3 separate regions of the Mus musculus genome follow, and all the other regions are linked to region 1. Evidence: chromatin contacts called from public promoter capture Hi-C data. All regions are on one chromosome and are shown on one strand. The core of a region is the stretch at or near the end of the contact, and the rest is flanking DNA. Distances in the headings are between cores, read along the strand shown.

Region 1 (4,287 bases), core at 963-3,462:
TCACTTGAACCCAGAGCTCACTGATTTGGTTAGTCTAGCTAGCCAGCTTGCCCTGGGATCCCTGTGTCTATCTTCTGAGGGCTGGGACCACAGGCGGTCTGTCTGCCACGCCAGTCTGGCATAGACACAGGTGCTGGCAATCTGAACTGGACTCTCACACTGATGCAGCTATCACTTCTACTGACTCAGCCATCTTCCTTGCCCCTGGCAAACACATGGTTCACAGACACAGGCACGCAAAACACCCGTACATATTAAATAAAACAGATTTTAAAAATAAACCTAAAAAAAAAAAATCATCCCAAGCCAGGCAGATGGCTTAACGGATGAACTTTTCGGGTTTGGTTCTGCTTTTTGGTTTGTTTGGGTTTTTTGTTTTTTGTTTCTTTTTGTGCTTTTTTAAAAAAATTATTAATTTTATGTATGTGAGTACATACACACCAGAGAGGGCATCAGATCCCACTACAGATGATTGCTGGAAATTGAACTCAGGACCTCTGGAAGAGCAGTTAGTGCTCTTAGTTGCTAAGTCATCTCTCCAGCCCTGGGTGAACTGTTCATGCTACACAAGACAGCTGGAAGCAGAGAACCAGCTCTGGAGTTGTTCTTGACCTCCACATGCACAAGCCCTCCTCCAAGCACATCATGCACACACTCACTAATAATAAATCAAATAATAGTTCCAGGTCAGGTGTGGTGGCGCACGCACGCACGCACAACTTTCATCTCAGCACTCGGGGGTAAAGGTAAGCAGATCTCTGTGAACTGCAGGCCAGCCTGGCCTACATAGTGAGTTCCAGGAAAGCCAGGGCTATGTGGAGAAAGACCTTATCTCAAAATAAAACAAAACAATCAGTCCCCTCAATCGTCCTCCTAAAACCCCACCTTTGCCTGTAAGCTTTTCTCCTCTTTCCTCTTACAATCCCCTGAAATTGAGTGGGCTCTCACTACAGGCTCAAGACTTGTATCAACTAATTCACTCCTCATGACAACACTGAGCTATGAACACTGTTCAAACACTGAAGAAACAGAAACACAGAAAATAAGCACGAAGCTGTACATCTGTGGAACTATACGCACTGGGGTTCCCCACCCCACCCCTGCCAGTGTCCTGGCTTCAGACTCTCATCTCCTTCTTTCCCTTTGCCACCATGGCTTCCCAAGGAAGTGTTCTAGGAGCGCTCCTTTGCCAAAGCTTATACGATCTTTACCTAAGCATAGGGGTAAACATTTTCCCTCAGAAACCCCCAGTGTCTAATCTATACTGGCTGAAAGGTTGAATGAACATTTAACAGAATCCAAAACAGCCAGTTTCTAGCGTCAGGAAAATGACTCTGCCTTTCATATCTTTCCTCTTCTGCCAGGTCACCCACCTGCAGACCTCCTGGCTTAAAGTCCCTGAATTGGGCCAGGGATGTTGTCTGCTTTCTCAGAACTGTTCTATTTCCCAAGCCAGACCTCAAATGCCCGCCCCCCTCCCCCTCTAGAATGCCCTTGGTAGGAAGTGCTCTATACTCTGGCTAGTTCCATGCTGTTCAGCAGCTGGACAGGCAGTTTGTACTAGAAGAAAGCTCTGGCTAGGCAAAGCTTGAGGCCTATACTCTAGGCTCTGCATCTCCCGGACTCTGAGAAACTTCCTTTCATTCTTTCTGCATCTATGCAACCGGAATACGGCTAAACACAAACCCCTGGCTGATCCCAGAAAGATTGTCTACTCTTACCTGCCACCCCTTTCAGGGTCTTGTGCACAGCATCCACACAGCTCTGACAACTCATCTGCACTGCAAACTCCAACTGTAAGGGAAGCAAGGCCAGGGCACATGTCAGACATGATCCTTACTCGCCACCTCATCCCCTATGTCTCTTTGCACACATTGCACTTGACTTCTCTTCAAATTCCTCCTTTATTATCTCATGAACATTCCAGGATCGCGGTCTTTACCACCAACCCCCCTCCCGTGAGGGGCATCTCCGTCCTAACCCCGGAATTTCACCTCCCCAGGAGCCTGTTCTTTCCTGGCTTCCCAAGATATTGATCACCCCAAGGGCTGAAGTTATGCGAGGCTCCACATGAAGCTTTCACTCACCGCACACACAGTCCCACCGTCCCCCGACTTCGAAGCCATCCTAGCTGTTGTCACTGCCTAGGCCGCACCGAACCGGTAGGGTCCAGAGACCAACACAACTCTACTTTGTGGGATGGGCGGAGTCTCGGAGGCCGCCCTTAGCTCCACCTCCTTGGCGCGTGCGCTCCCTAGGCTGAGGCCTCTGAGCTGTCCGGTAGTGCTACCGGCTGCGCAGGCGCATTGATGCAGTTTCCTTAGTAACCATTTGGCGTCCTCTACCCGCTCAGCCGGAACCACCTGGTAAAGATGGAACCACACAGTCAGGAACCTGACCTCAAGCCGATTTACCACCGGTTGCTGAGTCCGCTGTCGCTCTTCCCCAGCAAGGCGAAGCCTCCTCCAGAGCCTCCGAAGCGCCCCTCTCAAGATGCCACGCCCTTGCAATCCATCCCGCTGGCGAAGCTGAAAGTTGGGCCGCTGTGCCGCCAAGTGTCCAAGCGGCTAGCAAGCAGCGGGCGGGCGGCACGAGTAACTGCCAAGGACCGACTTCGTCTCACTGAGGTTATTCTAGAAGAGCTGAAGTGCAACTGGCGGGAACCTCCTATAGAACCCATTCTGGACTACGAAAACAACCAGAAGCTGCGGCAGCGGCTCGAGTCCTACGTGCTGATCAGTAGTGAGCAGCTCTTCGTACGCTACCTGCACCTGCTGGTGACCCTGCCGACCTCTAGAAGGGTCTTCACTGAATCAGCCACCCTCAGCCGGTTGGCAGTAAACCTTGCCAGGGATTGCACAGTTTTCCTCACCAGTCCTGATGTCTATCGCTGTCTGCTGGCTGATTTTCAGACCCTGCTAAATTTAAAGCACGCCCAGGGAGGCATAGTCAAATTGCGTCCTCCTCCCTGTCCCCCTGGGACTTTCAAGCTCTGTCCAATCCCCTGGCCTCACAGCACTGGCTTAGACCACATGCCGTGCTCTAGCCTCAACCTGAACTACCTTGTCCAACTCAGCCGCCCATATGATTTCCCCAGTGAGCCCGAACCTGATCCAGTGGAAGAGTTGAAATCCATCCCCCAGCTGAAGAGTAGACAGCAGCTCCTCTGGGTGCCCTCCATGATAAAGGATAAAGAAATTGAATCGAGACCCTCACCGATGGTACCACTGCCTAGTCATTCTCCCAGCAGTGAGAGTCACCAATTCCCCACCTCACCAGTCCATTCCTGGCTCCAAAGGGGCCAGTCCATGCCTTGTCTTCATGAGGGGTGGAGTCTGGCAGATGAGTTGTGCCTTCTTCCTCCCTCTCCTCATCCCCTCACCCCGCTGATCTTGGCTTCAGAGAGTAAACCACTGCCATTCCGGGACATAGTGGCTGAGGATCTGAAGCAGAAAATGAAGATCATGAGAATGGAGTGGAGTCGATACTCCCTGCTGGACTCTGGCCTGCCTCCCCTCCTCGGGGTCCTTACCCGGCGCCTAACTGCCCAGCACCACCTAGAGAAACTGCAGCAAATGATCAAAAGCCTGCAGGAGGAAGAAGCCTCCGGAAAGTGGGATCTCCAACCCCCGAGAATCATCCCACTACACCCACAGCCAGTCACTGTTGCTTTGAAGGTACATGATCAAGTTATAGTCCAGGTAGCTACTGTGCAACTCTCTGAAAGATACTTTAACGACTCTTTCCACGTTGAGGGGGCTGGAGTCCTATACAACCATCTGACTGGGGAACTGGATGGTAAAGCCATTGAAGAAATGGATGCGGATCGTCTTGTTGGGAACACCACCGGAGAGGTCTACAAGGAGTTGATGAGCCGAGTCTCTGTTAGTCACTTATCTTTTGAGGAAGGAGACCAAATTGAGCCTTCAGCAGATAAAGATTGGTCCTCCTACTTGGCCTCATCTTTTCTACACCAAGATAAACATATGCCAATCATCAACCGTAATCTGGTTGGATTTTACTCCAGAAGAACAAGCACTCCGAAGCCAGTCCCTGAGAAGGTGCCCTCTCTCACATTACTCCCAAGGCACAAAAGCTGGGACAAGCGACCAAACAGACACGGTGTATGGATGAATTGGCTGAAACCCTCGGTGTCTTCAGAGGACTACTTCAAGTACCTCTCCTTTCAGGAGTCGGATTTCCTCCACGTCATCTTCCAAATGTATGAAAAAGAGGCTCCTGTGGAGGTACCAGTCCCTGTCCAAGAGTACCTAGATATTCAGCAAC
Region 2 (4,287 bases), core at 651-3,150, 2.1 Mb after region 1:
AGCCCCTGGTCCCAGCCCTTGATAACCTGGCCAGTGCCAAGGGAGAAAACAAAGGGCTGGTTCTGTGGTAGGCTGCTGTCAAACTCCGTCCCATCTTCTAGCTTTCCCTGTGAGACCATGGGAAAACTAGTAAGGAGAGGTGACAAGTCCACAACCCTTCCACCCAGCTAGTCTCCCCACCACAGCCCCAGGGCCAATGCCTTGGGTAGCTCATGTGTGTTAATTTGGATGCTGATATCTAGCTGAGTAAACTGAAAAGCAAGATAGAATCGTGGGAAGGAGCTTAGAGGTCAAAGGGGGATAGATGTGTTTGAGGTTATCTACCTAGCTGAGAAAAAACAGATGCCAAAGTCCTTTCAGGTCCTGAAACCTGCCAAAGCCCCAGAGGCTGCTCCACTCTGACACTTACCGTGTAGTGCATGTGTAAGACATCTCCCTTTCTAGACTTGATAGGACAGTGGTCCACACGTTTCTTCACTCCAATCTGCAGCTTCCGTTTGCCTTCGGCCCCCGTGGCTGCTGCCAGGGCACTCAGGCAAATGGACAGTATTGTCAGGATCCAGCTCAGCCTCATGTCTCTGTAGGCAAAGGCCACCCCACCCCCAACCAAAAAACTGGGGGGTGGAGTCATGGGACGTCTTCAGTCTGTATCAGGAGGACGCCAACTCCCCATTATATCTTGCCTGTTTCTGGGGAATCCCACAGTCCTGGGTCACCACCCCCTCCCCTGGGCTCTGTAGCCACACTTACCAGTCCAGTGAGAAGGGGGCTTGACCGAGGACCCCAGCAGCGAGGGGAGGGGGTCAGGGGAGGCCACAGCAGCCAGTGCCCCCTCCCTTTGCTCACTACCTGACCTTCTCTCCCTCCCAGTCCCCATCTCCGTTCTTCAGTTCCCGCTAGCCCCTTTACGCAAAGTCCAAACCCTATCTGATTGCACCGGATTTGTCCCGACTGGACGACCCCACTCCCGCCACACCCAGCTGCCCCCTGTCCAGCACACCCACACATCTGCGGCTGCTGCAGGTGTTCGGCCCCGAGGCACCCACACATCTCCACTAGGTGGCTCTGAGGAGCCCCGGTCCTCCGGGGGCACCCCCCAGTCCGGCCCCGTGCCTCCTCCACCAGGGGCACCTCCCCAACTCTGAGCTCTTGGGGGCCTCCGGGGAACCCAAACTGGCTCAGAGTCAGCAGGGCGCCGAGCTCGCTCCACCCACACCACCTCTCCAGGGGGAGTTCTCGGTCTACCGCGACCCCAGGCGCGGCCACCACGGAGACCGCCCCCGCGTGGACGCCCCCGGCCATAGCTCAAGCTTAGCTCTGCGCAAGGCTCCTTGGCCCCACCCTTTACGGCGTGAAGCTCCGCCCCCTGACCTGCAGCTCCACCCTCCGCAATGTTAGACCTAGTCTCCAGCAGAGGGGCCACGCCACTCACTGACTGAAGTCCCACCTCCAACGACTGGGATCTCACGCCCTCTGTCTCCGAGCCAAAGGCTCCACTTTCCACCTGCTCCAGCTCCTCCTCTAAACCCCAAGCCCCGCCCCCCACGCCTCCTACTCCAGCTATGGGCCACTGGGTTCCGCCCTCAACTCGCACTGGCTCCGTTGTCCCTCCCACCGCTGTTCCGCGCCCCGCCCCGAGCCCCAGGGCTCCGCCCCGTACGGCGTGAGAGCCCGCCCCCTGCGGCATTGCCAGAGGCCGGACCCCAGCCCCAATTCCTTCGTTTGCTGCCCCTGGCTGGCACGCGGACTCCGGCCCGCTTCAGGCCGGCCTGCCCCAGGTTGCCCTCCTGCACCCGGATCCCCCAGCCTGGGCTGTGGCCCCCCGCTCACCTCCTCGCCGCGCCCCCGGAGCCAATCCCGCTCGTGCTGTCACTTCTGCGCAGGCGCGTCTTCGTCGCTACAGGGCGGGACACGCTGCCCGCCCTCATTGGACCGTCCAAAACCCGCTGCTGCATCTATGGGCGGGGCTTCTCATTTGGCCCTGCCTCCTGAGTGACTGCGTGACAACGTCACTTCCGGGGTTCAGATTCCGGGTCTAGTTTGGCAAAAGTTGTGTCCGAGAGACAGAAGGCAGTTCCAGCCAAGGTGACATGGTCAAGCAAGTATGACTGCACGCGCCTGGAGGGGTTCTAGCAGGCACCGTGCTGACTTCCTGACCGGCACGCCTTTGGGTAGTTGTTGTGGGAAGAGGCTAGGGGTTCGGAGCGACAACCCGGATTTGAATCTTAGTTCTTTCATTTCTTGGCTGGCTGCGTGACCTTGACTAAGTTCGTTCTTTTGGTGGTGCGCTCTATGACACCCATACCACATGGCCCTGAGCTATGCGGACCCCTTTCATCTTGTGGTCTACAGTGTCAAGTCTCATCTGTGGGTGAACAAACGTCTCCTGGGCCAGGTCTATCATTCACTGCCCAGGAGACACATTCTCTAACCTAAAGATCCTGAAATTTAGAGGAAGCCAAACCTGAGTTAGGCTATGGAGTCTAGTGATTTCATACCCGTCTTAGGCCGTTTGCCCTGCTAAGACCATTTATTCAGATACCAATGGAAGATAATCATGATGTTGACCCCAAGAGAAGCATACTGCATATCTGATGAAGCTTAGTGGGTTCTGAATGTTTAGCTCTCAAATCCTAACCTTCACTGAGCCAGAGCATGATCACCAATATCACTGCTGAGAAAGTTATTTAAACATGATAAAAAATGGTGTGCTGTCCCATGACTGTAATGTCAACACTCTAGAGGTAGATATAGAGGGATCAGAAATTCAAGGACATTCCAGCTACATGAAGAATTCTGAGTCAGCCTAGGATACAGGAGACATTTTCTTAAAAGAGAAAGTTCAAAAGCAGCATCAGGGCTGAAGATGCAGTAAATCAGTAATATTTGCCAAACATGTATGAAGCCAGGAAGTTTAAGGTCATGCAGGCTATGTGAGACTCTCATGGATGGGTAAGTAATTATGTGATGATCATCATCTTGAGGAATTCTTTAGTTTACCCTACTCCTGCTTTGATACCACCAAGATCATGACCTCAGTGTCAGTCCCTTCATTAGGGCGGCTACTTTCAGTTACTTCTGTCCCTGAATGTTCTGTAGCAGGCCAAAGCCTTGGTGCTTCGCTAGCCTTCCCACACTACCCAGGACAGTGGAGAAGGGTAGACACTGAGCCTGGACCAAGTAGGTTAGGAATCTCAAACAGCAGCTGATGAATCCTGGGATGCCAGGGATTGTAGGTGGAGAAGACTCTGGGTGTGTTTCTTTAAAAAGGCTTTCCAGTCGGGCATTAGTGGCGCATGCCTTTAATCCCAGCACTTGGGAGGCAGAGGCAGGTGGATTTCTGAGTTCAAAATCCAGACCAGCCTGGTCTACAGAGTGAGTTCCAGGACAGCCAGGGCTATACAGAGAAACCCTGTCTTGAAAAAAAGAAAGAAAAAAAAAAGGCTTTCCAGTCATATGAAGGCAGGATTGAGGCATGAAAGGGGCAGCCACAAGGAACAATATTGCAAGTGTATACTCAACAGAGAAAGTGGGTGATACCTCCTATTATATATATATATTATTATATATATTAAAAACAAAAACAAAAAAAAAAACCTCACACTAGTTGAGAGCCAAGAGGGTTCCGTTTGGTGGCAATTATCTATTCTTGCCATGTGAATCTGGGAAGCAGTTCTTATGGTCTAGGTCTCCTTAATTTCTGGCCAGGGTAGTCAGAATCCTTGTGGTGAGCAGGAGGCAAGGACTTTTTGTAACAATCTGTGGTTGTGGCTTTACCTGGGAACTGCTGTCGGGGTTGGGCACACTGGCACAGTAAGATAGGAAGCAAAACTGAAATGATGCTGTGTTGCGCTTTCCTGCCCAAGCTGGCCAGCCTGGAGAGTAGCAAACAATGACAGAAGCAGCCATAGTGTCTTCCATCTCTTTTATCAGAGTGTGAGTGTGTGTGTGTGTCACAGTTATCATAACAGAACCCAAATCCCGTTATTGGTAGAAGTTTGGGGTTTTCATAGTGAGGGGAGACAGCCAGCCAGAAGATGCTCACTTGACCAGGGTGGTTAAGTGAGAGAGTACCCTGGCCCCTGAGGTGAGACATGAGGTTCCTTGACAATTGTTAGATGGCAGCTCTGGGAGATAAAAGATGGCGAGAGAGCTCTCTAAAAGGTCCAGGTCCTGGGGCAGTGACCTCCCAGACTGAGGAGGTTCGCCTGTGCTCCACTCTTCTCCCTGTGAAGCAGGGCCATAAAAGCAGCCGGGCCCGTGGAGTCTGGAAAGCAGCTTGTCACT
Region 3 (4,287 bases), core at 811-3,310, 2.1 Mb after region 1:
AGCTCCAGCTTGCTCCACAAACCCAGGCAGGTGGGTCTGAGAGGAAAACAAAAGGTCAAAGGAGAGCAACTGCAGTTGCTCAGCCTGCTCCCCCTATTTCCTAACATCCCTGACCAGGGTAAGGAAACCAGTGTGAAACTGGCCACTTCCTTTTTGCCTTGGCTACTAGGAAGCTTGGACCTAAGGGTGTATGGTCAAGACCATAGGCAAATCTTTTGTCTCATTAGCCCGAGTCCCAAGGGCTTCCACCACCAGCGTCAATCAGAGCTATCAGATTTAATGTGGGTTCTTTTCTCCCACACTCCTGGTCCCCAGTTTCTGATTCTCGAAAGGAGAAGTCTCACCTTAGAACAGCCAGGTGTAAATGCCCCAGGGACTCCAAACAAAACACCTTTCTTGCCCTTGAACAGCTCTGCCAAGTTCACCTTCTTTCCCGGTTCCCCTTCAAATACCTCCACTGAGGGAATGGCATCTCCCACCTGGAGAAAAAGACTCCAGGGTAAAACAGAGTGAAGAGAGACTAGTGAACCACAGCCACACAGATAGACCTTGATGGAGCCAGTGCTCACACCCAGCAGAAAAAGTGCCTGGCGGTTCAGGGGTCCATTTCTGTCCTCGCTCTCCTGTATGTCCTGCCTGCCCCACATCCTACATGACTGATTCTGCTTAAGGCCAGTTGGTGGCAACAGAGAAAGGGAGAGGCCTTCTCAAGTGTTGCAATACTGTATAAACAAGCCACCCAAGATGGGTCAATGCACAGAGGAGGGGTACAGAGGGCTATGTTTGGGGTTGAGAAACCGCCTGGTAACAGGCAGGAAGAAAAATCCTATCCACACACCAGGAGAAACACTTTGGAAAACCAGGTTAGCTATGTAAGCCAAAATGTTCAGGATGTAGGCTCTTGGGGTCGGTGGGAAGTGTCAGCCCACCTGGGGGCTTTCAGAGCCACAAGAGGAAAGGAAGGCTGAGGTGGGTAGGTAAAGGTGCCCACCACCAAGCCTGGTCAACTGAGCTCTAGCCCCACAAGCGACATGGTAGATAGAACTGACTCCTGAGAAAATTGTCCTCTGACCACCACACTCACATGCCTGTTACCAAACACACACACTAAGTACATGTTTAAAAGTTTTTCTTTTTTCTTCTTTTTATAAAGGGCCTTTAATCCTAACATTCGGGACGCAGAGTCAGACAGATCTCTAGGAGTTTGAGGCCAGTCTGGTCTACACACCAAGTTCCTGGCCAGCCAAGACTATATAGTAAGTCAACCTCTGTCTCTGTGTGCCCCCCCCCTTCCTTCCCTCCCTCCATCCCTCCCTTCCTCTCTCCCTCCCTCTCTCTTTCTCTAAAAATTAAGTCCAAAAACAGGAGAGGGGATAGGTTCAAGAATTCCCAGAAAGATCAAACAGAAGGGCGGGATCGGGGTGAGCATACATAGAGTGGAAACAGAAGTGGAAAAGATCAACCCAGGTCCCCAAGGGACCATGGCTCTTTCAAAAGATGAGATGAAATGGAGTTTAGTACAATCACAAAAGTGCTGGGGCTTTGGGGAAAGGGTTGGAAAAGCTGCCAAGCGGCAAAAGAGGCATTTTAAGAATGTGGGAAATGACATAGCATTCGGTCGCTTGAAAATGGTGGGGACTTGTCCCTGGACGTGGCATAGATGTGAGAGGGCAGCTCAAGAAATGTCCCAGGACGGAGAAGCAGAGACAGGGTCTTACAAAAAACATGACAAGAAGAAACGTCAAGGAGGACAGCCCGAGACCCCGCGTGGAACCCAAAGAGACGCGATAGGCTGGACCCAGGAAAGGTAAAACCGGTCACCTTGATCGGGGCCATGGTCACCGCGGAGCTGCTGAAGCTGCGGGCTCCGCCACACTCCCAACCTGCTTCTTTCCGGCCTGCTCTGCCTGCCAAGCACGTCGATGCACGGAGCACAGAACTGGCTTTGCAGCCCAGGACTCGAAGCCCCAGCTGTAGCATACCCGCCCCGCTGCCGCAGCCCACCCGCAGATGGCTCTGCCCACAGGAGGTGGATGCAGGGACAGCTCCGCCCACGCCGCACGTCCCACGTCGCAGCCACAGCGCCGGCTTAGAGGGGCAGGGCCGTGACGCACTACGACGCGGCGGGGCTCTCAGGGCTCGCACACCTTCTTCAATCGCAGAAAGAGGTGCCTGGTTTACCGACGTGACAGTTCGTGACCCATAGCCGCAAACAGAGGTCGGGGATGATCTGGCTGAGCCTCAAATGTGTTCGTTTTACCTGCGCCGTAACGCAGCCGGTTTACACGTGACTTGCATAGTGTGTACTCTCTTCAGCGAGCGGGATTCGGCGTAAGCCTTTGCAGTCTCCCCGAGAAACGCTTCCGGTACCAGGACGTGACCCAACACAGTCCTTCCGATCTCGGCTGCCGCCAAGCCCCCCAAAAGGTCCCCTAAGTCGGCCACTTCCGGTCCGGCGAAGAGTTCAACGGCTTCAAAGCGGAAGTGGTAGAAAGGAGAAGTGTGGACTCCTTCCGGTTCCGGCCTCACGCGCTCCGCTGTGACAACATGAAACTGCTCACCCACAATCTCCTAAGCTCCCATGTGCGGGGCGTGGGCACGCGTGGCTTCCCGCTGCGCCTGCAGGTAACTGCACAAGGGTTCATCGCCCATATAGTTCAGGGTGGAGCCTCCGGGACCCGGACCTACCTCGCTAAACCTTTTTACCGCCCCCCCCCCCCCGCAGGCCACTGAGGTCCGCATCAACCCCGTGGAGTTCAACCCGGAGTTCGTGGCGCGGATGATCCCCAAAGTGGAGTGGGCGGCGCTTGTGCAGGCAGCGGACACCGTAAGGACCCCGCCCCTTCTGTCGCCCCTTGGGGGCGGGCTCAGGCTCTGAGCCTCTTCCCTGCCCGGACGGCCTCGGTGTTCGTGTGCCCACTGACCACGTACGCTTCCTTTCCACAGTTAAACTTGGCCGAGGTACCCAAAGAGCCGACTGAAGGCTATGAGCACGACGAGACATTTTTGAGGAAGATGCACCACGTGTTGCTTGAGGTGAGAATCCTTGGGCATCGCCTGCCCAGACCTCCCACTGAGGCTACCGGTGCTTAGCTTTGTCCTGCTCCCCTGCAGGTTGATGTACTGGAGGGCACCCTGCAATGCCCAGAATCTGGTCGTCTTTTCCCCATCAGCCGCGGGATCCCCAATATGCTGTTGAATGATGAGGAGACTGAGACGTAACCTTGCTAGCCGCCACTTTGGTATTTTGTTGACTGTGTGTTTCTGTTGTACGGTCTGTTAAATAGACGTGTCATGTGTGACCCCCAAACTCCCCCCAGTGACTCACCGACCACCGTGTACTTGAGCTCCATAGTATATTTTTTTTCTCATTAAAGGTTCAAAACCAAAAGCGGTTTCTCTTTGCAGCAAATATACATTAAAATAGAGTCTCTGTACAGCCAAGGGCTCTGGGCCCTGGCTTGCCCCATGGCCCTGCGCCTCCCTGGCCAAACCCAAAAATAAATATAGTGTTATTGCTCTGCAGGGCATAGAGGCAGTGCTGTCCCCCACCCCTTGAGGTGGGAGCTGATAGGGGGCCCTGGCCACCCCTGGGGTCCAGGGGCTGGAGCCTGCTTGGAGTTATTGCTTCAAGGGGGGGCAATAATGCCCAATGCGGATGAGGAGAGGAGCGAAGGGACGGGGCCTTTGCTTTCCAAGCCCCCCTCTGCTCCGGAGAGGAGATCGGATTAAGCAGCAGCAAAAGCATCACCCAGTGGGAGCCGGCGGCCTCCATCCCTTCCCTCCCTGAGATCAGTGTCTGCCTCCTGCACATCCCCTGCAGCCCCCTATGGCTTCCGCGAGGCCCCCAACACTCTTGGGGGGCACGTTATGGCTTGCAAGGGGCAGCACTGTGCCCACACCTGGGCATTCACTTTCCTGGCTTCTGACAATCCCCCACACACACAAAGTGGGGAGGGAAGGGCATGAAGCCTTCTCCCAGGGGCGGATGGCATTGCCCTGGCCCTGCCAGCAGGCTATGGCACTGCCCAGACTCCAGCTTTGCCCCTTTGGGGCTAACACCCTATGCTGGGCAGATCCTGCCAGCCACCCCACCCTGTCCCACCCCTTGCCTCAGTCCATCATGGCCTCAAGCATTTCCAAAAACAGCTTGTGCATGGGCACCTTGCCCTCCAGCTTCACCCCATAGAAATGGGCCAGGACTTTGCCTGCTGTCTGGCGGAGGAGTGGCAGCGTAAGCAGCAGCCTGCCTGCACGCCTCCGCTCAGCACCCCCTCCAGGGCCAGC

The links. Promoter capture Hi-C pulls out the DNA fragments that hold promoters and counts their contacts.
Region 2: a promoter capture Hi-C map of pre-B cells shows a contact between it and region 1, with 2.2 times the contacts expected there. A contact is called at or near these places in 3 of 39 promoter capture datasets (liver and pre-B cells) and 1 of 130 datasets of targeted methods (astrocytes).
Region 3: a contact with region 1 is called in a promoter capture Hi-C map of liver, with 2.4 times the contacts expected there. A contact is called at or near these places in 2 of 39 promoter capture datasets (both in liver).

Annotation. Positions count from the first base shown.
Region 1 is chr19:4,837,110-4,841,396 of GRCm38.p6, forward strand. It overlaps Ccs (copper chaperone for superoxide dismutase), which reads right to left and starts at 2,213. Exons shown (of 8, transcript NM_016892.3): 1 at 2,088-2,213; 2 at 1,722-1,794. The coding sequence starts at 2,126. Ccdc87 (coiled-coil domain containing 87) reads left to right here and starts at 2,257. Exons shown (of 1, transcript NM_207268.3): 1 at 2,257-4,287. The coding sequence starts at 2,373.
Region 2 is chr19:6,978,564-6,982,850 of GRCm38.p6, forward strand. Fkbp2 (FK506 binding protein 2) reads right to left here and starts at 1,901. Exons shown (of 6, transcript NM_001166368.2): 1 at 1,831-1,901; 2 at 410-578; 3 at 1-107. The coding sequence starts at 574. LOC114841036 (Uncharacterized protein LOC114841036) reads right to left here and starts at 1,877. Exons shown (of 6, transcript NM_001370419.1): 1 at 751-1,877; 2 at 410-578; 3 at 1-107. The coding sequence starts at 1,687. The coding sequence ends at 887. It overlaps Vegfb (vascular endothelial growth factor B), which reads right to left. Exons shown (of 7, transcript NM_001185164.1): 7 at 3,909-4,287. The coding sequence ends at 4,283.
Region 3 is chr19:6,907,638-6,911,924 of GRCm38.p6, forward strand. It overlaps Trmt112 (tRNA methyltransferase 11-2), which reads left to right and starts at 2,061. Exons shown (of 4, transcript NM_001166370.1): 1 at 2,061-2,625; 2 at 2,726-2,827; 3 at 2,947-3,036; 4 at 3,115-3,391. The coding sequence starts at 2,548. The coding sequence ends at 3,222. It overlaps Prdx5 (peroxiredoxin 5), which reads right to left and starts at 2,469. Exons shown (of 6, transcript NM_012021.3): 1 at 1,822-2,469; 2 at 345-479; 3 at 1-36. The coding sequence starts at 1,980. Esrra (estrogen related receptor, alpha) reads right to left here. Exons shown (of 7, transcript NM_007953.2): 7 at 3,340-4,287. The coding sequence ends at 4,114.